Linked DNA regions of Macaca mulatta: regions 2 and 3 are each linked to region 1. The links are chromatin contacts, called in public Hi-C maps. All regions are on one chromosome and are shown on one strand. The core of a region is the stretch at or near the end of the contact, and the rest is flanking DNA. Distances in the headings are between cores, read along the strand shown. Region 1 holds the start of RBM39 (RNA binding motif protein 39). Region 2 holds the start of ROMO1 (reactive oxygen species modulator 1). Region 3 holds the start of PHF20 (PHD finger protein 20).

The links. Hi-C and Micro-C count contacts between places; a contact is called where the count stands out from the background.
Region 2: a contact with region 1 is called in a Hi-C map of fetal cortex germinal zone, with 1.8 times the contacts expected there. The contact joins the promoter of ROMO1 here to the promoter of RBM39 in region 1. A contact is called at or near these places in 3 of 14 Hi-C or Micro-C datasets (cortical neurons, fetal cortex germinal zone and liver).
Region 3: a Hi-C map of fetal cortex germinal zone shows a contact between it and region 1, with 1.7 times the contacts expected there. The contact joins the promoter of PHF20 here to the promoter of RBM39 in region 1. A contact is called at or near these places in 2 of 14 Hi-C or Micro-C datasets (cortical neurons and fetal cortex germinal zone).

What each region holds. Positions count from the first base shown.
Region 1 is chr10:88,558,204-88,562,164 of T2T-MMU8v2.0, forward strand. It overlaps RBM39 (RNA binding motif protein 39), which reads right to left and starts at 1,890. Exons shown (of 18, transcript XM_077951748.1): 1 at 1,553-1,890; 2 at 544-607.
Region 2 is chr10:88,513,178-88,517,138 of T2T-MMU8v2.0, forward strand. ROMO1 (reactive oxygen species modulator 1) reads left to right here and starts at 1,750. Exons shown (of 3, transcript NM_001190916.1): 1 at 1,750-1,802; 2 at 1,978-2,108; 3 at 3,145-3,327. The coding sequence starts at 1,978. The coding sequence ends at 3,253. It overlaps NFS1 (NFS1 cysteine desulfurase), which reads right to left and starts at 1,698. Exons shown (of 12, transcript XM_077951752.1): 1 at 1,538-1,698; 2 at 826-935; 3 at 30-146. The coding sequence starts at 1,634.
Region 3 is chr10:88,597,768-88,601,728 of T2T-MMU8v2.0, forward strand. PHF20 (PHD finger protein 20) reads left to right here and starts at 1,902. Exons shown (of 17, transcript XM_077951704.1): 1 at 1,902-1,966.

The DNA of each region.
Region 1 (3,961 bases), core at 640-3,139:
TAAGATTTACTATCACCAGTCTTACATAGATATATAAATTTTAAAATCTCACCCATTTCTTCTTATAAGACTATTAGAAGATTTAACTTGCCACAGACTGGTTACGCTTTCTTATTCTTGGACCCCTGCTTTTTCCCAAACCACTACATTCACCTTTTTGCTATACCAAACTGGAGCTGGTAATTCTTAGTTGAGTCATTTTACCTAGGGGACCACGGTACAGCGATAAGTCACTCAATTACTACCTTATGATTGACAGTTCACACTGGAATCAAAGGTGAATTCATGGGAGTAGAGGTGAGATATCGTTAGGCAAGTCTACAAAGAGAGATAGATGGGCATTTATTCATCACGCTGAAGTGAAACTACTGCACAATATTATTACATCAATAGCATATATTTACTTTTGTAAGTTACACGTAATGCATCTCTGATAAGATAAATCAAGAGGGCTCCGGGGAGGTTAGTTTACATTTCAGCAGTAGTTTCGTGAATAATGCTAAATTAAGAAATTATAAACCTCACCGACATGTTTTTTCTCACCTTCTTGTAAGGAGCCTCAAGCATTGCTTCAATATCAATATCGTCTGCCATTTTCTCTAAACGCCTAGGAAAAGAACAAGACGATTCGGTGAGTAAACATTTTTATTTGTCTTTCTTTTTTTTGATACGGAGTTTCGCTCTAGTTGCCCAGGCTGAAGTGCAGTGGCGCGATCTCGGCTCACTGCAAGCTCCGCCTCCCGGGTTCAAGCGATCCTCCTACCTCACCTCCCGAATAGCTGGGATCACAGGCGCCTGCCACCACACCCGGCTAATTTTTGTATTTTTAATAGAGACGGGGTTTCACCATGTTGATGAGGTTGGTCTCGAACTCCTGACCTCAAGTGATCCGCCTGCCTCTACCTCCCAAAGTGCTGCGATTACAGGCGTGAGCCACCGCGGCCGGCCTGGTAAACGCTTTTCAAATCGACTGAATTTTCTCAGCCGACACACTGGAAAACTTAAGAAAAACCTCCAAAAGCCCTACAATGAATGACTAAACTGACACGCACTTTAACCAGGTTTGGCTTATGTAAGTAAATCCAAAACGCCTCTTACACCAAAGACACGAAAATGAAGACTTCAATGTCCAATATTTAACACCCTGCGATCAACTCCAAAAACAGAAACTGGGAGACCCGAACGAGAGCGCCTCTTTCCGCGCAAAAACCCGCGCTGCCATTTTAGGGGCAAAGGGAAACTCCCTCCATTGGGAGGGGTTATGAGCCAAGGCAGCGTTCAACTGGCGCCATGTTGGGAGGTCGCGGCCGGCCCAGGCCTCGAAGGAGACAGGTCACCAATCTACAGAGGCCTCTCAGAGGTCCCTGCCACCCCAAGAATCCAGACTCTACCCGACCGGAAAATAAGGGCGCGGTCACTGAAACAGGGCCGATTTCTCGAAAACCACCCCTCACCCCGGTCGCTAAAGACCGCCAAGAGCGCCCCTCAGCCCAAAAGGGAGCCAAACCTCGAGAAAGCTGGGATAATACGCGGGTCCGCAACGCCCCTGTACCTGCTCCGGCTTTCGGACGCCTGTGGTGCTCGTCTTCGGGAAGAGACTTCTGCTGCTGCTGCTGCTGCTGCTGCCGCCGCCGCCGCCGCCGCCGCTGCCGCTTCTGTTGCTACTGTTAAGCCCCTAGGCCCAGGCCGCGGAACCGCCCAGCCCGAATATCGGGCTCCGAGGACGGCTAGGCCCGAGCGAATCTAAAAAAAACAATGGAATTAGAGAAGCCCACGCGGGAGAGCAGGACGGCGGCTTCGGCAGCTCAGGATCCACCCCTGCGACAGTGACGGCAAGCTCCCCGAAATGGCGGCCGCAGCTTCCCTGTACTCACATTCACCAGCACACATACACACACACAAACACACGGGGCCTCACAGAGCCCTCAGCACGGGCTCTCGCGAGAAGCTGCCCCAAGCAGCAAATCGGAGAGGCCGAAGTATCGCGAGATCTAAGTATAGCTCCAGCGACTGTAGCCCAATCTCGCGCAATGATTGCGCCATAGACAGTCCCATCCCCCATTCAGAGAGGCGCCTTTCACTCCCACTTCGCGTAAGCACCTAAATCTCGCGAGACAGAGTGGGTCTCTAGGGTAAAGACAGTTGGTAGGCTACCTGTCAATCTTTCAGAGAACTCCTCGCTGAGTGGAGCTCCGCGGTCGCCTCCCCCTCGTGGCGCCTCTTCACGGCCATCTGAAGATTCCCCCAGCACAGCCGACCGCCCCCTCCGGCCTCCCGGATGGCTGTCAAGGTCGCCATAAGGCAACCTAGTCGTTATGGCGATAGGATAAAACGGCGATCTTCAGATTATCCGCTAAGGGTGGAGACGAAGTGGAAAAGTATCAGAAGGCCAGAAGAGACCTTTAGGGGTAGGGGAGAGGGGAAGATAATAAAAATAGATTTCTTAGTCATTTGGAGCCAATGGCGCGGTCTGCACTGTCGATCTTTGAAACAACCTTGGAAATAGTGGAGGAAAGCAAAGAAAAGGTGGAGAAGATAAACTCTGCTTCCCTTGGCATGGGACCAGCTTTGTGCCCCGAATTTAATCACCTCTTGTGTCAGGGTTGCTACCGTTCCTTCAAAAAAGTTCCCCTTCCTGAATATTACTGAAGAATTTGGGGGAAAAAAAACACACCCCACTAAAAAAAGTCCCCCTTCCCCCAGGGACCTGGCTCCTCTCCCCTGAAGTCTTCCAGATGCCTGGTAATTAGAGCATGAATTAGTCACTGTTCTTTGGTCAGTACTGTGAGAGGTTTTCTCCTAGATGGTGGAAAAAAATTGGAAAGAACTCTTCAAAGCAAAAAATCTTACCGTCTAATCTTAACAGTCTAATGATTAAGAGCAGAAAAGATTCGAAATGAGACGCCTTGATTAGTGTAGCTAGCTGCTTCAACACTGTGTGACCTTGAACAAGCAAATTAACCTCTCAGAGCAGATTTTTCATTTCCTGATTTAAAAGAGGACATACTTAGTAGCTAGTCTAAGCGGCTTGAGCCTGAGGAAGGCAGATAATGCTCACTACTGAATTTTTAGAGGTTAGCAGGGCATGTCTGCCCAAGTGGACCCTAAGTAAATTGATGAATGAAGGCTCAGTAGGGCTATAGTGAAGATTAAACGATATAACGTCTGTAAAACGCCTGGCAAATATTTAATCTTCAAAAGAGCTAACTTCTTGCTAAACAAAATTATTTAGAGAAAATATAGATGTTAAGTGGTTTTGACTCTCAGGTTAACTTTACAGACGGGTTAGGGTTTATCTTAGAGGATTATTAATAACAGTTATTTCATAGTTAGAATACTCTCTTAGTCCTTTTCCTGAAAATTCAGATCCTCTTTTTATTTTATTTTATTTCTGAGACGGAGTCTCACTCTGGAGGCCGGGCGGAGTGGCTTATGCCTCTAATCCCAGCACTTTGGGAGGCCGGCGGGAGTGGACTGCCTGAGGTCAGGAGTTCAAGACCAGCCTAACCAACATGGCGAAACCCTGTCTCTACTAAAAATTAAAAAACTAGCCAGGCATGGTGGCAGGCGCCTGCAATCCCAGCTACTTGGGAGGCTGGGGCAGGAGAATCGCTTGAACCCGGGAGGCGGAGATTGTAGTGAGCTGAGATCATGCCATTGCACTCTAGCCTGGGTGACAGATCAAGACTCCATCTCAAAAAAAGAAAAAATCATCACAGAAAATTTAAGCATAATATGTCAGAAAAAAAGCAAGCTAACCTCTGCTGTCTCTTCCTGCCCCCCGGTAATTCCAGTATTATGACTTCTTGTTGTGCAAAATGAAAGCATGAAAGTGACACTTGGTTTTTCTCGTTTGTTTAGGAACATGACATGACAGAATTTGACCTTAACCTCTAGACTTCTTGTTTGGAAAGAGAAAGGATTTAAGCTCTAAGTCACTTGATGATTTAAGATCCTTCAA
Region 2 (3,961 bases), core at 500-2,999, 45 kb before region 1:
TAGAACTTCCTAGACTCCTGTGTACTAACCTGGCGAGCACGTTCCATGGCTGCCTCACTCTCCCAGCCATATGCATGTGTCCGGGAGTGTGGGTTCCCATAGTAGTTGATTAGGTAAGGGAGCATGGCATCAAGCACCCGGGGGTCCTGAGCACAACAGAACAGATCATTTTCCTTGAGACCATAGTCAATTCAGGTCCCCCTCCACCCCTCAGACCTGCCCACCCTGCCTCAAGACACTCTGAACCCCTCAGGCACTGCCTAGAGGAGGCCTCAAACATTCTTTTGTTCCCACAAAACTACCCACCAACTATCAACCTAATACACTCCCACTCACAACCCATCCCAACTCAGATCGTTCTGCCTCCCCTCAGGTAGTCTACAAACACTGCCTTGTTCCGACATGTTTCTGCTGGTGTTTCCATTCCCGCCAGGCAATGTGATCTACAAGGGGCTGGGACAGGACAGGGCCTAGGCAAATACCCCTTGTCACACACTGGTGAAAACTTGCATTAGTCTTTTAACCCATTTAAAACTTGTCCAAGTTCACACAGTTACTAAGTGGTGGTTCTGCTCATTCCAGAGCCCATGCTTTCAACTACTACGATAGAGCCTGCGCTGAAGTGATTTGACCAAGGTCAATCGCTGGTGAGTAGTAAAGCCACTGCCAGTGGCCTCAAATTTAAGCCTCCTGACTCCTGGCTCAGTGCTTTTTCCAGCACACCTTCATGGCTCTCACTTCTCCAGGGATTCAGCCATTGCTTTGCGTGGTCACGCCCATCATTTACTTCCTAATAAACAGCCTTGGGAAAAGCTCCATCCTTACCAGAGGAGTTGTAGCTTGTACATCCATATAGAGAGGTCGCAGCACTGGCCCCGCCTCCGGGGCAGCGGTTGTATCTGCGGGAACAGCAGACTGAGGAGCATGATCTCCAACTGACAAAAAATGGAATGGAGTGGCCAAGTAAGACCGAAGGCAACTATGAACGCATGGCATCCAAAGGGCAGAAGGAAAAATCTGGCTGGGGGTGAGATAAGTGTAAGGGATGCTGGGGTCGAATCTCAATGGAAAGAAAACAGCAGAAGATACCTGACACGCTGTAAAAGGAGGTAAAGGAGAGGGAGAGAGGGTTCCTGGAGGGGCTGTTGAGGTGATATTCAAATGGCCTCCTAGGGAGGAAGACTGTAAAGGGCCAAGCCATTTAGAAGGAACGTGGAGCCAGAGTAGGTGCAGCCCCTTCTGACCGAAGCTAACGGTCTGCACGGGAGCCCAGAGCAGCATCTGTAACTTGGCCAGGAGCGGTCTGAAGGACGCGCCTCCACGGCTCTGGGGGCCTGTCGCGCAGGGTGCGAGGGGTGGTGCGCCGGGGTCAACCGTTCGGGGACCCGCCTAAGAAAGTCTGAGGGATGTGTCGTTTGAGAGAAAGGGTCAGAGAGTCTGGGCAGCAGGGTGGACAGGAAGGCTCCGGAATATTCAGTTGCGTCGCCGCGCGGAGGGGACAGGTCCGCACCTCCCGGAGAGCGGGACCCGAGCGTACCGCGCAGGCGCAGCCCCCGAGTGGGCGCCGCGGGCTTCGGCCCTGGAGCCGCTGTCACCGCCACTGCCGCCCGCCTCCAAGCGGCTCGGAGCAGCATGGTCCCGCTGGCAGAGCCCACCTTCCGAAGCTGCTACGGTCCTGGGCCCCAGGCTCCCGGAAGTGCTTCCCCGCGATCCGGAAGCGATTCATCGGGCCTCGAGCGCCCTCCCAGTCGTTTTCCGGGAGAGACGTAGAGCTGAGCGACCGAGGCCGCGAGCTAGGTGAGGTAGGCGCAGGGCGACGCGGGGCCGGAACGCGAAGAGGGTGTTGGAGTCGGGCTACCCATGGATTTTCCTTCCCTGACTTCCCCCGAGCCCTTGGGCCCACTTCCCGCCTGCCGCCTCCGTGCACGCCCGACTCTTGGGCCAGCGCCTGGGCCCACACTTTCCTATCCCCCGCAGATGCCGGTGGCCGTGGGTCCCTACGGACAGTCCCAGCCAAGCTGCTTCGACCGCGTCAAGATGGGCTTCGTGATGGGTTGCGCCGTGGGCATGGCGGCCGGGGCGCTCTTCGGCACCTTTTCCTGTCTCAGGTGAGGGGCGCGGGCGGTGATCTCTGGGTAGGACAACCAGATCTTCCGGCCCTACCCCATTCGGCCTGGAGCCTGAACACAGCCTCCTAATCCTTTAGACTTCCCTCTCTGTCCCATCGCGAGCCAGACTCATTCCAAACCACCTTCAATCTGAAAGGTCAGGTTGGAAGGGTCAGTGCTTAAGAATTTGAGCTTTAGAGTCAAACTGCTTTCTGGCCCTTTTCTTACTGGTTCGGTGACTTTAGGCAAGTTGGAGACTGGGTTTCCTTAAGTGTAGAATGAAGACAGCGTCTACCTTATAGAGTTCTAAAAATTCGATCAGCACACTTTGCACAGAATCTGGCACATATTAAGTGCTCAGTAACTGGTTACTACTGTTGCTTTTATTTTTATTTCCAATTGCGCATGAGGAAAGAAACTTGTTCAGCGGTTTTACTATTCTGGATACAGGATACAACAGAGATAAAGCAGTCAAACTTTACACTCTGAAAGTCATTTTCACATTTAGGAGCTGTTATTGCTCTATCTCCAGATTGTAAATTACCATTTACCGAGCACTTACTCTATGTTAAGCACTGTGCTAAATCCTGTAGTTTTCAAAATCCTGTAAATAATGAGATGCCCATTTTACACTTCACACTACGTGTAAATTGCAGAGGTGGCTCTTGAACCCCAACCTTACTCCAAAATCATTAACAAGAAACTAAAAGATAGATGTCTTTATTGGGTCTTATTTAACCTGCAGGCAACACCAGTCCAAAAAACTGGTTTCTCTGCCTATGTATTTTACACTGCATCTGCTGCCTTCCACAAACTGAAGGCAGTTAATATGACATCCACCAGAATTCCCTGGAGACCCAGATGGATCTTTTTCCTTCTCATTACCTACCCCAGGTAGTAAGAGGTAATATCCAGTAAGTGGAAAATGAGATGTAGGGGTTGCTAGACTAGTGTTAGCAAAAAATTGGAAAGGAGCAGTTAATACTCTTTCTGGTATTTTTGTTACCAAATAGCCCCATCTTGGTTTCCTCCTCAGGATCGGAATGCGGGGTCGAGAGCTGATGGGCGGCATTGGGAAAACCATGATGCAGAGTGGCGGCACGTTTGGCACATTCATGGCCATTGGGATGGGCATCCGATGCTAACCATGGTTGCCCACTACATCTATCCCTTCCCATCCATCCCAGCCCACGTACTAATAAAAGAAAGTCTTTGAGTAGTCAGTGTTTTCTCTTTCATAAGGCCTGCCTCTCTTAATCCAGAATTGGAAAACTTGGGAGTGTCGACTACTTTCCATAGATACTAGTCAACTAATTACTCAGTACAACTCTGTGCTTCTTACCACGATCACCATTTTAAAGGAGAAAAACTACTTTAAAAAACGGATTTATAAGCCAAAATTTCCTCGAGGTCACACGTTGCATTATTTCCAAAGCATTGTTCATCCTGAGGTTGGTTGGTTGCTTGGTCGCCCAGGCTGGAGTGCAGTGCCATGATCTCAGCTCACCGCAACTTCTGCCTCCTGCATTCAAGCGATTCTCCTCCCTCAGCCTCCTGAGTAGCTGTGATAACAGGCACACGCCACCATGCCCAGCTACATTTTGTATTCTTAGGCCGGGTGCGGTGGCTCACACCTGTAATCCCAGCACTTTGGGGGGCCGAGGCGGGCTGATCACAAGGTCAGGAGATGGAGACCATCCAGGCTAACACGGTGACACTCCATCTCTACTAAAAATACAAAAACTTAGCCGGGTGTGGTGGCACATGTCTGTAGTCCCAGCTACTCGGGAGGCTGAGGCAGGAAAATCGCTTGAACCCAGGAGGTAGAGGTTGCAGGGAGCTGTGATCGAGCC
Region 3 (3,961 bases), core at 652-3,151, 40 kb after region 1:
TGGAATTACAGGCGTGAGCCACCATGCCCAGCCATGTTACAATTTTAATAGAAGACATGTACTGCCCAAGCAAGTATAGCTGAAGCTTTTGTCCCTGGTTCCACAGTATCTCTACCTAAGGGCTGCTCTTTGCCCTGACTACCTCCACTGAGGCAATACCCTCCTTAGTCTCCAGCCCTGGTTTAAAAAGCACTTCTCAAGCTGGATTTGCTGGCTGAGGCCTGTAATTCCAGCATTTCTGGAGGCTGAGGCAGGAGGATCACTTGAGCCAAGGAGTTTGAGACCAGCCTGGGCAACAAAGTGAAACCCTGTCTCTAAAACAAAAACAAAAACAAAAACAAAAAACTGAGTCGGGTGCAGTGGCTCACGCCTGTAATCCCAGCACTTTAGGAGGCTGAGGTGGGCAGATTATGAGGGCAGGAGTTCAAGACCAGCCTCATCAAGATGGTGAAACCCCGTCTCTACTAAAAAAAAAAAAAAATACAAAAAATTAGCTGGATGTGGCGGCGTGCACCTGTAATTCCAGCTACTCCTGAGGCTGAGGCAGAGAATTGCTTGAACCCGGGAGGCGGAGGTTGCAGTAAGCCAAGATTGCACCATTGCACAGCTTGGGCTACAGAGTGAGACTCCGTCTCAAAAAAAAAAAAAAAAATTGGCTGAGCACGATGTTAATTCCAGCACTCTAGGAGGCTAAGGTGGGTGGACTGCTTGAGCCCAGGAATTCAAGACCAGCCTGGGCAACATGGTGATACTGCATCTCTACAAAAAAATGCAAAAATTAGCCAGGCTTGGTGGTGCACACCTGTGGTCCCAGCTATCAGGGAGACTGAGGTGGGAGAATTGCTTGGGCCTAGGAGGTGGAGGTTATGATGAGCCAAGACTGAGCCACTGCACTCCAGCCTGGGTGACACACTGAGACCGTGTCTAAAAAAAAAAAAAATTCGCCAGGCATGGTGGCATGGGCCGGCAGTCCCAGCTACTCAGAAGGTTGAGCTGGGGCCACAAGTGCGCACGTTCACGCCTGGCTAATTGTTGTATTTCTTGGAGAGAGGTGGGGGGGGGTCTGGCTATGTTGCTCAGGCTGGACTTGAACTCGTGAGCTCAAGTGATCTACCCATCTCAGCCTCTCAAAGTGTTGGAATTACAGGCGTGAGCCACTGCTCCTGGCCTCATATTCTTTCGGGATGGCTTCAACTCCGACCTTCGTCCCCAGGCAAAATATAGCTCCTTATCCTTAGCAGCAATTGGAAACCTTTCTAGGTGTTAATGATAAAGTGGGGGAGAAAAAGAGTGCAAAGGCTCTGAGGTGAGAAGAACCTGGATTGTTGGCGGAGTTGAAGGACGCTGAGAATGTGGGGGAGCTGGATGTGTGAGGACAAGAAAGCGGCAGGTCAGGTCCAGACTTTGAAGAGCCTGGTAGATACTCTAGGTGAAGAGTTAGATCTTAATTAGGAGTAGGGAGGGAAACGGGCTTTGAGCAGGGGATGGCGTTTTGAAAAGACCTCTCTGCCTGTGTACGAAGAATGGATTAGAACGGCAAAGAGTAATAGGGTGGAGACCACCGTCATCTTGGAGAGATGGTGGTCGCTTCGATGGAGAAGTGGGAAGCTTTGAGACACATGTAGGTGGCAAAATTAACGGGTGATGGATAGCGTCCATTCCCCGGCTTCCGAGATCTCAGTGATTACGAGTGAGTAGGGGCTTCGTGTTTCTGATAGGGCGCGGACCTGTTTCCCGCGCGTCAGGGCAGTGGGCGTGGCCTGCGCAGGCGGTTGCCACGGTGATCGGGCGGACAGGGCAGGGGGCGGGGCCGCTGGGACCTTACGTCACTCGGTGGTGGCGATGATGCGTCTGTGTGGGGGGCGGGGGATACGCTGGGCGCGTCCCGGGGGTCACGTGGTGTAGAGCACGCAGAGTCCTTCTGTCGGTTGGTCCTGGAGCGGCGCAGCCGGAGTGGGGCCGTGAGGTGAGCTCGCGGCGAGGCTCGGCGAGGCGAAGCCGGCTGGCCGGGGCCGGGTCGGGCCGGGCCCGCGCTGCGCGCGCGCCGTGCGGACGGGGACGGCGACGGACGCCACGGCTGCTCCGGTCCCCTGCCCGGCCCCGCTCCCCGCCTGGCCCCGCTCGCCCAGCCTGGAGGGAGGCCCTGGGACTGCTGCTGAGAGCGTGGCGGGCGTGCGAGCGGTGCCCAATCCCCGGGGCTACCCTCAAGAGTGACGGCGGCTGCCGCCAATCAGCGCCGCCCGAGGGGGCTGGGCCGTGGGGTGCGGGCCCGGGGCGCGGAGCGGGCCGTGTTGGGGGTGCGGGTGAGCGCTAGGGACCGAGCCTGAGCTGTGTGGGCCCCTAGAGCCTCATCAGCAGCCTCTGCTGTTGCCCTGTGCTTTGGGGATACGTTTTTTTAAAATTGGCTTTTTTATGCTATTCCGGGGAGCACATTCCTTTCTCAAGACCCCAAATATGGGAGTGTCCCTTTTCTCTATAGTTTTGAAAACTGGGCGGCACACCCCCTTTCTTAAGCTCTAGCTCTGGAATTTTATCTAAATTTCTAAAGCCCCCCGCGAATTGAAGGTGTGCCCTCTAACCTCAGCCCCCAAAGTGGAAGCACACTCCTTTTTTCGGGCCTCCAATCTGATTCTGCGTTTCCGTTCCAATTTAGAGGTTCACCCTGTTATCGGGTCTTCAGATCTGGGGTCCATTAGCCAAAGTTTTGGGATACTTTCTTGTATCCCCACCACTCCAAAGAAGAATCCCCCTTTTCCAGGTCCCAAATCTGACAGCATGCCTTCAGGAATTTCTTACATTTAGGGGCCACTTCCTTTCCTCAGCCCTTCAAATCTGAGGTTGGGCCGAAAACGATGTCCAAATTCTGAAGTTTATGAGTACTTATTTCCAGTTTCACAAATAAGGGAATTCACTGCCTTCTCCCGAGACTGTATTCTTGGGGTTACACACTTTTCACGTGTTCCCCAAATCAAACTACCTTATTTCCTGAGGGAGACTCATTTTCATATCTGGGAGTATATTTATTTCTTGTGCCCCTCAAATGTACGAGGTGAACCCCTTTTAGTTCTACAACTCTCAGAGTGCAGCCACTTTCCAGATGCTTCTTAAATTTGGGGGGCACACCTTTTTCTGAGTCCTCTCATTTCCAGGTGGCGAATGGTCTGTGGTTTTGAGCATGGCTTCCTACCCTTTTTAGCTTTTCTGTCATCCAAGACATTTTCATTCCTCAGTTTCCTTCCATTTTTGGAGCCACATTCCCCTTGAGGTGCTCTCCCAGTCTGGTCAGCGTACCCATTTCCTCTTCCCTCCTCTGGCGAGTGCGTATCTTTGTTCAGCACGGCACTTTTCTCTCTGCTCCTGCGGCCTTTTTTTCAGAGCACACTTTCCAGAGTCACGCCTCCTGAATTCTCCTCTCCCTCCAGGGAAGGATTCCTCTCCTAAAGGGCTACCTGCACATTGTTTTTCATAGGCCTGTCTTTTATCTTTCCGCTAACCGGATCTCTTCTCTTTTGGCTTGCCCAATCCCCAAACATTTTTCTGGTTTCTGTCTTTCTCCGGAACTGTTCTGTTTATGTAGTGGCTATACAGATTTTCCTTGTGCTGGAGGTGGCCTCAAGTCTAGGAGTGCCTCAGCCCCCAGGGCTGGATTCAAAGTGGAAACCATTTCTTTGGTTAATCACAGGACTCTGAATCCTCCTGGTGGTTTACTTCATAGAAGACCTAAGATTCTGTTTGGGTGCATACTGTTTTCTCCTTTGCTTTTATCTCCTTGTGCTGGAAAACAAAAACAAACAAAACTCTCAGATTTCTCCAGCACTGCTTCTAACCTATAAGCTTCTTCCGTACATTGGCCTTATTACTATCTTTTATGAAGAAAATATGTCATTTGGAGGAATTCCTTGGATACTCTTTTTGTTCTTGTCCCTAGGGTGTCGGTGGGGAAATTGATATTTTTCTCTCC